Regions from separate parts of the Mus musculus genome. Here region 1 is linked to region 2. A link is a contact called in public Micro-C data. All regions are on one chromosome and are shown on one strand. Each heading gives the region's core, a stretch centred on a gene start, on an enhancer-like site or on the middle of the called end of the contact. The rest is flanking DNA. Distances are from core to core; before and after follow the strand shown. Region 1 holds the start of Slx1b (SLX1 structure-specific endonuclease subunit homolog B (S. cerevisiae)). Region 2 has its middle 22 kb from the start of Gm30928.

Region 1 (3,937 bases), core at 873-3,372, 370 kb after region 2:
CACACACACACACACACACACACACACACACACACACACACACACACACATGCAAGCCTGTAGAACATTTTCCTGATTAACAACTGATGTGGGAGGGCTCAGCCATTGTGAGTGGTGCAGCCCCTGAGTTGGTGGCCTTGGGTCCCACCGCCTCTGCATCAGCTCTTGTTTGAGTTCCTGTCCTGACTTCCTCCAACGATGAACGTGAAGTGGAAACATAGAGGAATTTTAATCCAGCAACATGGCTGCTCTGGTAAGGAATCACATCCAAAGGCCCAGGTCTATATGATGGGGCTGGAATGCCAACACGGCCTGGACTACAGTATGATTTGCTGGAACGCAGACACGCCCTTTCATCCCTACAGTGAAGGTAAGGTGAGTTTGTAGACGCAGCCATGTTTGAAAATGACATCTAATTAAAGGGCAGATGTCCAACCTACATGAAAACAACACAGGAAAGAGAAGCTACTTAAGAGCAGAGAGAGGGGGCTGGTGAGATGGCTCAGTGGGTAAGAGCACCCGACTGCTCTTCCAGAGGTCCTGAGTTCAAATCCCAGAAACCACATGGTGGCTCACAACCATCTGTAATGGGATCTGATGCCCTCTTCTGGTGTGTCTGAAGATACAACAGTGTACTCATATACATTAAATAAAAAAATAATTCTTAAAAAAAAAAAAAGCAGAGAGAAGGGAGGGCTGTATGTGTATGGAAGTTTGGTCAGGGAAGTTTTACAGAGACAGGTTGTAGAGAGAACAAGCTAGACACCGGTGAAGACAAAAGGAGCCAGAGAATGAGAAGGAGCCAGAAGATTAGAACAGATTGTCAAGGCTAGTATGAGGCCAAGCAGAGCAATTCAGTCAAAAGCTGAGAGAAGCCGGATTGAATCAGCCATCTTGGAAGAATAGATTGTACAGAGGTTAGAAGCTTCCAGGGGTAGGCCTAGGGATAGTTAGAACAGAGAAAGAAACGCTCTGGCTCAGCCCAAGCCATATATTCACACAGCTTGGGTACGGCTCTCCTCTCACCCCTTCATCTGAGGAGATGAAAGCACATTCACATGGAAGTGTAAGCCAAATAAACGCGTTCCTCCCCAGTACGCTTTCGGTCCTGGTGACTCATCACAACAATAGTAACAATAGTAACAATAGTAACCCTAGGGGGCTGCAGAGATGGCTCAGAGGTTGAGAGCACTGACTGCTCTTCCAGAGGTCATGAGTTCAACTCCCAGCCACCACGTGCTGGCCCACAACCATCTGCGATGCATACAATTCCCTCTTCTGGCGTGTCTAAAGGCAGCTACACTGTACTCATATACATAAAATGAATAAATAGATCTTTAAATCTTTATTTTAAAAAATAGTAACCCTAAGATAAGGACCTAGGTTAATTGCATAGCATAGCTTTTGTATCTGATTTTTTTTTTTCTTAAATCCATTTATGTGCATGAATGTTTGGTACGTATGTGCAGAGATTAGAAGAGGGCGTCTGATACCCTGGTAGTGGAGTTACAAAGCAGCCCTAAACTTGTGCACTCGTAATCCAATTAAGCATCACAAATTTTAATCCAGCCATCGCAGAGTGTTGATATACATAAGGTGCCACCTCGCTGCTACGCTTGCTCTGGTGGCAGGCCAGGGACTCAGCACCGCCCCAGATCTAAAAAAAAAAAAAAAAAAAAAACCGGTCCCGCCTCTGTCACTCCTTTGCCCTAGCGGCCCGCCTCCTACGCGGAGCCTTCCGACCAGACACCCGCGCCTTCTTACCAGGGTCCTCGCCCGCTGGTCCGCCATGCTCCACCTTTCTTGCGACCCGCGTTGTGTTGCCGGACCCGACGAGCAGGATTGACAGTGAATCCAACGTAAACGCGGCCCCGATGCCGAGGGTTCTGGCAGTAGAGCAAGTAGACACCGAAGAAGCGCCCGGGTCTTGCTGCATGGTCCATCCGGACTTTCTGGGTTGAAGGGCCAGAGTTGGGGGTGGTTTCTGGGACCTCGGACCTCGGAAAGGGCTGGGTAGCCAGGACTGCAAAACCTTGGTTTAGGAAAAAGCACGGGAGAATGGTCCTGCAAACTCCTGGAAAGCCGGCAGAGCGACTTGCTGCGCCGCCTGCTGGCAGGAGGAGGGTGTGCAAGCGGAACCGCAGGACTGGCTGCCCTCCAGTCCGGCTCGGATTGGCTAACTGTTGGGAGGAAACCTCCCAAGTGCTGGGAATTCAAGGGAGCCAGGAGGCGGAAGTGCTGCCTTCGAAGCCGCCCTAGGAAGGGCGGAAGTGAGCGGCGTGGAGGAAGTGGCTGCAGTGAGGGCGGAAAGCGAGGTGGCGGGACCCGAGGCGAGGTTCTTTGCACGCTGGGCTGTAGCCCCGCCGGGCTGTGGTTATGGAACTCAGCGCCGATTACCTCCGCGAGAAGCTGCGGCAGGACCTGGAGGCAGAGCATGTGGTGAGTGCGATGCTGAGAGGTCGCGGGCGGTGGGGAAGGACTCCTGGGCGCGTGTTCCATCGTCCGGGTCTTCTGCCCGCTAGGAGGTGGAGGACACGACTCTGAACCGTTGCGCGACCAGCTTCCGAGTCCTGGTGGTGTCGGCTAAGTTCGAGGGAAAGCCACTGCTCCAGAGACACCGGTGAGCCCCGGGAGCCAGCCTCTCACCCAGCCAAGCCTCAGGCTCCGGATGGCAGCCCGGGCATCCGCTCGCCATGGGTGGGACCAACTCATTCCCAAAGCCCGGAGATGTGACCCATAGCCCCGAGGGTGCTCCTGCCTTTGTGATTGGATTCCTGTCCTCTCCTTGAATCCCCACTTCTTGGAGACGTCTCCGATCTCCTTGGTCACCCTAGCTTCGGAGCCCATCACTCCAGCTGAGGCCGCTCATTTCCCATTCCCTTCTCTCGCTCCAGGCTGGTGAACGAGTGCTTAGCCGAAGAGCTCCCGCACATCCATGCCTTTGAGCAGAAAACTCTGACCCCAGAGCAGTGGACCCGACAGCGGCGTGAATGAGGGGCCTAGGCCTGAACAGTCATTAAAATTTAAACCTGGCCCAGCTGGTCTCAGTGTGCTGTTTGAAGACCCTGAGGCCAAGTCACGGATGTGGCTTTTCCCTGACTCTCCTCCAGCCATTGTTTCAGCAAATTTGGATGGATTTCTTTCCTGAGCCCTCTAGGTCCCAACTTAAACAATGAAGATTCGGTTCTTAAGTCTGCCAAGGCTTTACTGTCAAACCCTGTGGTCTGTACTGTCACCAAGGTCAGACCTCAAAAAGCAGGGTGTTCCTGCTCTGTCAGCCCTCAGAAACCCTGAGCATTCTCCCAGGTTCCCTCACTCCAGGTTCCTGGAAGTAGCAGAGACAAGATACAGAATTTCTGTCAGTCTCTTCACAGGCGTACACACTCAGGAGGAGGGATGGACACAATGCACGCTGATGTTCAGTTCAGCTCTCCCACAGCTAGTTCCTCTCCACTGTGGATCTTTGCTTTGGTTTTGTCTTTCAGACAGGTCCCCATATGTTTCCCAGGCTGCTTGTAAATTCATGAGCTTAGGGGATCCTTTGGCCTTAGTCTTCCATGCAGCTATGGCTACAGACGTCCAGCACAATGCCCAGTCCTTCCCATATTGTCAAGGCTTGTCTCAGCCACCCAGTTTCCTGTCTCCATCTTCTCTTGATTTCATCACAGAGGTTGGTCAAGCTGGGATCATAGTAGTCAGTGTTCATGTCTTCCCTGTCCCTGGCATCATTTCCTGAACATTTTCAGTTCCTCTGGAGAACTAGTGATTCAGTCTCCTCACAAGGACCCCAAAAGAGCACCCCTTCACTCCCCAGTGATGGCCCTCCTCCAGTTTATAGGCAGAAGGGGCTTGCCCAGGATCACATGCCCTGTCGGGGTGAGACACAAGCTGGCAGGCAGAATTTTCCATTGTCTATACCCAGAAAACTCCATGGTGT
Region 2 (4,195 bases), core at 1,280-3,779:
TGATTCCTCAGTTATGGCTCCCTCTTCCCAGATGTGTCCTTTTTGTGTCAAGTTGACAAAAACAAAAACAAAACAAAACCATCACAATTGATCCCTTGTCAACTTGACACAGAAACATATCATCTATTAAGCCATAACCTCTCTTCTCTTGTTCCTCCTCAAGGTCTCATATTAATGCCAACACCACAATATAAAACACTACAACTTTTTAAAAAAAAAATCCCATAATCTTTAAAGATCCAAACTCTTTAAAGGTCCAGTCTTTCAAAAATATTCAAAGTACCTTTCAGAGTTCATAGTCTCTCTAAAATATCCAAAGTCTCTTTAATATTCCAAAGTCTCTTAAAACATCCAAGGTGAAGCCGGCGCGTGGTGGCCACGCCTTTAATCCCAGCACTCGGGAGGCAGAGGCAGGCGGATTTCTGAGTTCGAGGCCAGCCTGGTCTACAGAGTGAGTTCCAGGACAGCCAGGGCTACACAGAGAAACCCTGTCTTGAAAAAAGCCAAAAAAAAAAAAAAAAAAAAAGCATTCAAAGTGTCATAACTGTGGGTTCCTGTTAAATAAAGTAACAAGTTGAATACTTTTTATTCCAGGAGGAAAAGACCAGGACACAGACAATTCAATCAAAGAGAACCAAGCCTCGGTAGTATAACAGTGGTTGGCATCTAGAACCCACTTAGATCCTCTGGCCTTCAGGGAGCCTGGGCTACTAGCTTCAGCTCTACCCGCCCCCTCACCCCAGTACACAGACCTTATTTTCCAGGCTCCAGCCCTGAAACTTTCTTTTTTTTAAATTAATTTACTTTTATTGTGTATAATAGAGGTGTGTGTGTGTGTGTGTGTGTGTGTGCGCGCACATTACATCTATGGAGGTCAAAGGGCACCTTTATGGAGTTGGTTCTCTTCTTCCTCCTTCACATGAATTCCAAGGTCCAAACTCAGGTCACCAGGCTTCAGTGTCCCCGCCCTTTAGTCCCTCAGCCATCTTCTCAGTTTCTGAAAACTTTATTTTGATTTATGTTTTATTATTGAAGTTTCAAAAGCATGGCCAGAGGGCATCATTGTTAAAGCATGCAATCTTTTCTCTGAGGTTTGGTTTCTTTGTGTGTGTGTATATAAATTTTCCTCCGTTTTCATTTATTGTTAAGGACTTGAATTCCTTTAGTTTTTAATAGCATTAATATTAGATTGCCAAAAGATATTCCATGAGACTGTTGTAGAATTAAGAGTTAAAAGATTCCGCCGGGCGTGGTGGCGCACGCCTTTAATCCCAGCACTTGGGAGGCAGAGGCAGGTGGATTTCTGAGTTCGAGGCCAGCCTGGTCTACAAAGTGAGTTCCAGGACAGCTAGGGCTATACAGAGAAACCCTGTCTCGAAAAACCAAAAAAAAAAAAAAAAAAAAAAAAAAAAAAAAAAAAAAAAAAAAAAAGAGTTAAAAGATTCCTATTGCACCAGATAGTTCTGTGCAGAGTTGGGGAGATGGATTCGCTGATAATTTACTGTGTCTTTCATGCAAGAGTCTTTACTGTAGTCATGGCGGTCATTCCCACAGCACTAAGTGGGTAGGGTTTTTGTGACTTGGTATCTGTCTTAGTTAGGGTTTTACTGCTGTGAACAGACATCATGACCAAGTACGTTGTCTTATAAAGTACAACGTACATTTGGGACTGGCTTACAGGTTCAGAGGTTCAGTCCATTATCATCAGGATGGGAGATTGGCAGCATCTAAGCAGGTACAGTGTAGGAGGAGCTGAGAGTTCTACATCTTCATCTGAAGGCTGCTAGTAGAAGACTGACTTCTAAGAAGCTAAGGTGAGAGTCTTAAGCCCACACCCACAGTGTCATACCTACTCCAGCAAGACCACACCTTCTAGTAGTGCCACTTTCTGGGTCAAGCATTTTTAAACCATCACAGTATCTAACCTCAGGAATTCCTGTATTAAGAATGTCCACCAAAGCCGGGTGGTGGTGGCGCATGCCTTTAATCCCACCACTTGGGAGGCAGAGGCAGGTGGATTTCTGAGTTGGCTATACATAGAAACCCTGTCTCAAAAACAAACAAACAAACAAAAAAGAATGTCCACCTTGGGGGGGGGGGGGGAGGTGGGTAGCACATGCCCTTAATCCCACCACTTGGGAGGCAGAGGCAGGCAGATCTCTGTGAGTTCAAGGTCATTCTGGTCTATAGAGTGAGTCCTAGGACAGCCAAGGCTACACAAACAAATCTTGTCTTCGAAAAAACAAAAACAAATAAACATCCACCTCTTAAACCAATTTCAGGACGGTGATGAGCACTTGAAGTCTGGTTCTTTGGTAATGTGGTTTTGCCCCACTGAGCAATCAGGGGAAGCTGTTTGTGTACATAAGGAAAGTCAGTGAATAGTACCATGGTGAGAATAAATTCTCCCAGAACGTACAGGATCTCCATTGTCCTTTCACTGAGGAACAGATCGTGCCCCTGCCTTCATCTACAAAATGACAGGATTTCAGAGTAGCTCTGTCATGCGGAGTCACCTCTGCTTCTGTGGTTCCAGTGCCCGCAAGATAGGATCCACTCCGCCAGTGAGAGTTGGATGAGGGTGTGCACAGAATACGTTACTGTGTGAAATTCTATGCAGCTCTGAAATCGGTCCACTCTGTGGTCTTCAATGCCAGCACAGTTTAAGATAACTAAGGCTATAAGTGGAAACACTGAGCCTTGAAATCAAGCAGCCAAAATTTTTTGTTAATAAAATAAAAGGTATTTGTTGAATTTGTCACATAACCATGAGATGGAAGAACAACCTTGAAGAAGGAAAGCAGGAAACAAATAGAGACAGGAAGCAGGGCTGTGGTCGGTACATGGTGTTTTCTATAAAAAAAAGAAAGAACCAGGATATGTTTGGTAGAGTGAGGTATGGTGAGGTTGAAGGGGGTGCCTCTGCGGGCCCATGCTGAGGCATCCCTTCCCCCTGAGGGACCAACCATATGATGGATATAATATGGAATAGAGCTTATTCAGGGCATGGGGAGTATAGCTGACAGAGTAGAGACAGAGAAAGGGAGAGAGGGAGAAGGAGGGGGAGGGGGAGGGGGGAGGGGGAGGAGGAGGGAGAGGGAGAGGGAGAGGGAGAGGGAGAGGGAGAGGGAGAGGGAGAGGGAGAGGGAGAGGGAAGAGGCCAGCCATGAACACATGGAGGGGGGAGGGGAATGGGGAGAGAAGGGACAGAGAGGGAAGAGAGTAAGAGGTTGAGAGTAAGAGAGAGCAAGAGAGTGAGGAGGGGGCAAGCAGCCCCTTTTACTGAGTCAGTGAGTTAGGCACACCTGGCTGTTGCCAGGTAACTGTGGGGCGGAGCCTAGAAGGAATGCTAACCGGTAGAGCCCACTTAAGATGGTGGGGAGTAAACACTGCTGCCTGAGGAAGAACAGTCAGTCCCAGTGTGTTTATTCAACAAACAGAAGTGACAATGCTCTCTGAAGAAGCCACCAGGTCTGTGGCCTGATCATTAATAGGCCTCTTGGGCTCTCCCTTCTTGCCCTCTCCCATTGCTTCACCTCCTTAACAAAGTAGATAACAAAGTTGAACAATATTTCATGAGCACGTGCAGGTTTAAGACGAGACTGTTCTCTCTCTTTATAGTTCATAGGTGAGGATGTCTTCTCTCTCCCTCTGACCCCTCCCAACTGTGGTGCCAAGATAGGGCAAGCCTTGAATTCCCCTGTTTTCTATTACTACAAGGAGACACCATGACCACAGTAACTCTCTTAAAGGAAAACATTTAAATGAGGCTTTTTTTTTTAATGTATATGAGTACACTGTAGCTGACTTCAGACACACCAGAAGAGGGCATCGGATCCCATTACAGATGGTTGTGAGCCACCATGTGGTTGCTGGGAACTGGACTCAGAACCTCTGGAAGAGCAGTCAGTGCTCTTAACCACTGAGCCATCTCTTCAACCCTGAAAACATTTAAATGAGGCTGGCAGGCTTACAGTTTCAGAGGTTTAGTCCATTATCATCATAGCAAGAAGCATGGCAGCACGTAGGCAGACATGGTGCTGGAGAAGGAGCTGAGAGCTCTGCATTTGGATCCACAGGCACCAGGGAGAGACTGTAAGCCGTGCTAGGCCTAGCTTGAGCATGTAAGATCTCAAAGCCCACTTCCACAGTGACACACTGCCTCCAACAGGCCCACACCTCCTAATAGTGCCAT

What was found. Hi-C and Micro-C count contacts between places; a contact is called where the count stands out from the background.
Region 1: a Micro-C map of embryonic stem cells shows a contact between it and region 2, with 2.0 times the contacts expected there. The contact joins the promoter of Slx1b here to the enhancer-like site in region 2. A contact is called at or near these places in 1 of 39 promoter capture datasets (maxillary cranial neural crest), 1 of 15 datasets of contacts at CTCF or cohesin (embryonic stem cells), 4 of 484 Hi-C or Micro-C datasets (B cells, CD4 T cells, cerebellum and 1 more), 1 of 115 datasets of contacts at active chromatin or transcription factors (embryonic stem cells) and 1 of 9 other capture datasets (embryonic stem cells).

The regions. Positions count from the first base shown.
Region 1 is chr7:126,693,661-126,697,597 of GRCm38.p6, forward strand. Slx1b (SLX1 structure-specific endonuclease subunit homolog B (S. cerevisiae)) reads right to left here and starts at 2,123. Exons shown (of 6, transcript NM_029420.4): 1 at 1,765-2,123. The coding sequence starts at 1,943. Bola2 (bolA-like 2 (E. coli)) reads left to right here and starts at 2,340. Exons shown (of 3, transcript NM_175103.3): 1 at 2,340-2,439; 2 at 2,523-2,620; 3 at 2,895-3,033. The coding sequence starts at 2,377. The coding sequence ends at 2,994.
Region 2 is chr7:126,327,567-126,331,761 of GRCm38.p6, forward strand. No RefSeq gene overlaps it. Among named protein-coding and RNA genes, the nearest start is that of Gm30928, 22 kb to the right of the region's middle. Within about 2 kb of position 2,530, at least 39 of the 459 cell types and tissues checked have an H3K27ac peak or open chromatin away from gene starts, as enhancers often do. A contact at or near this core is called in embryonic stem cells, where this site is marked.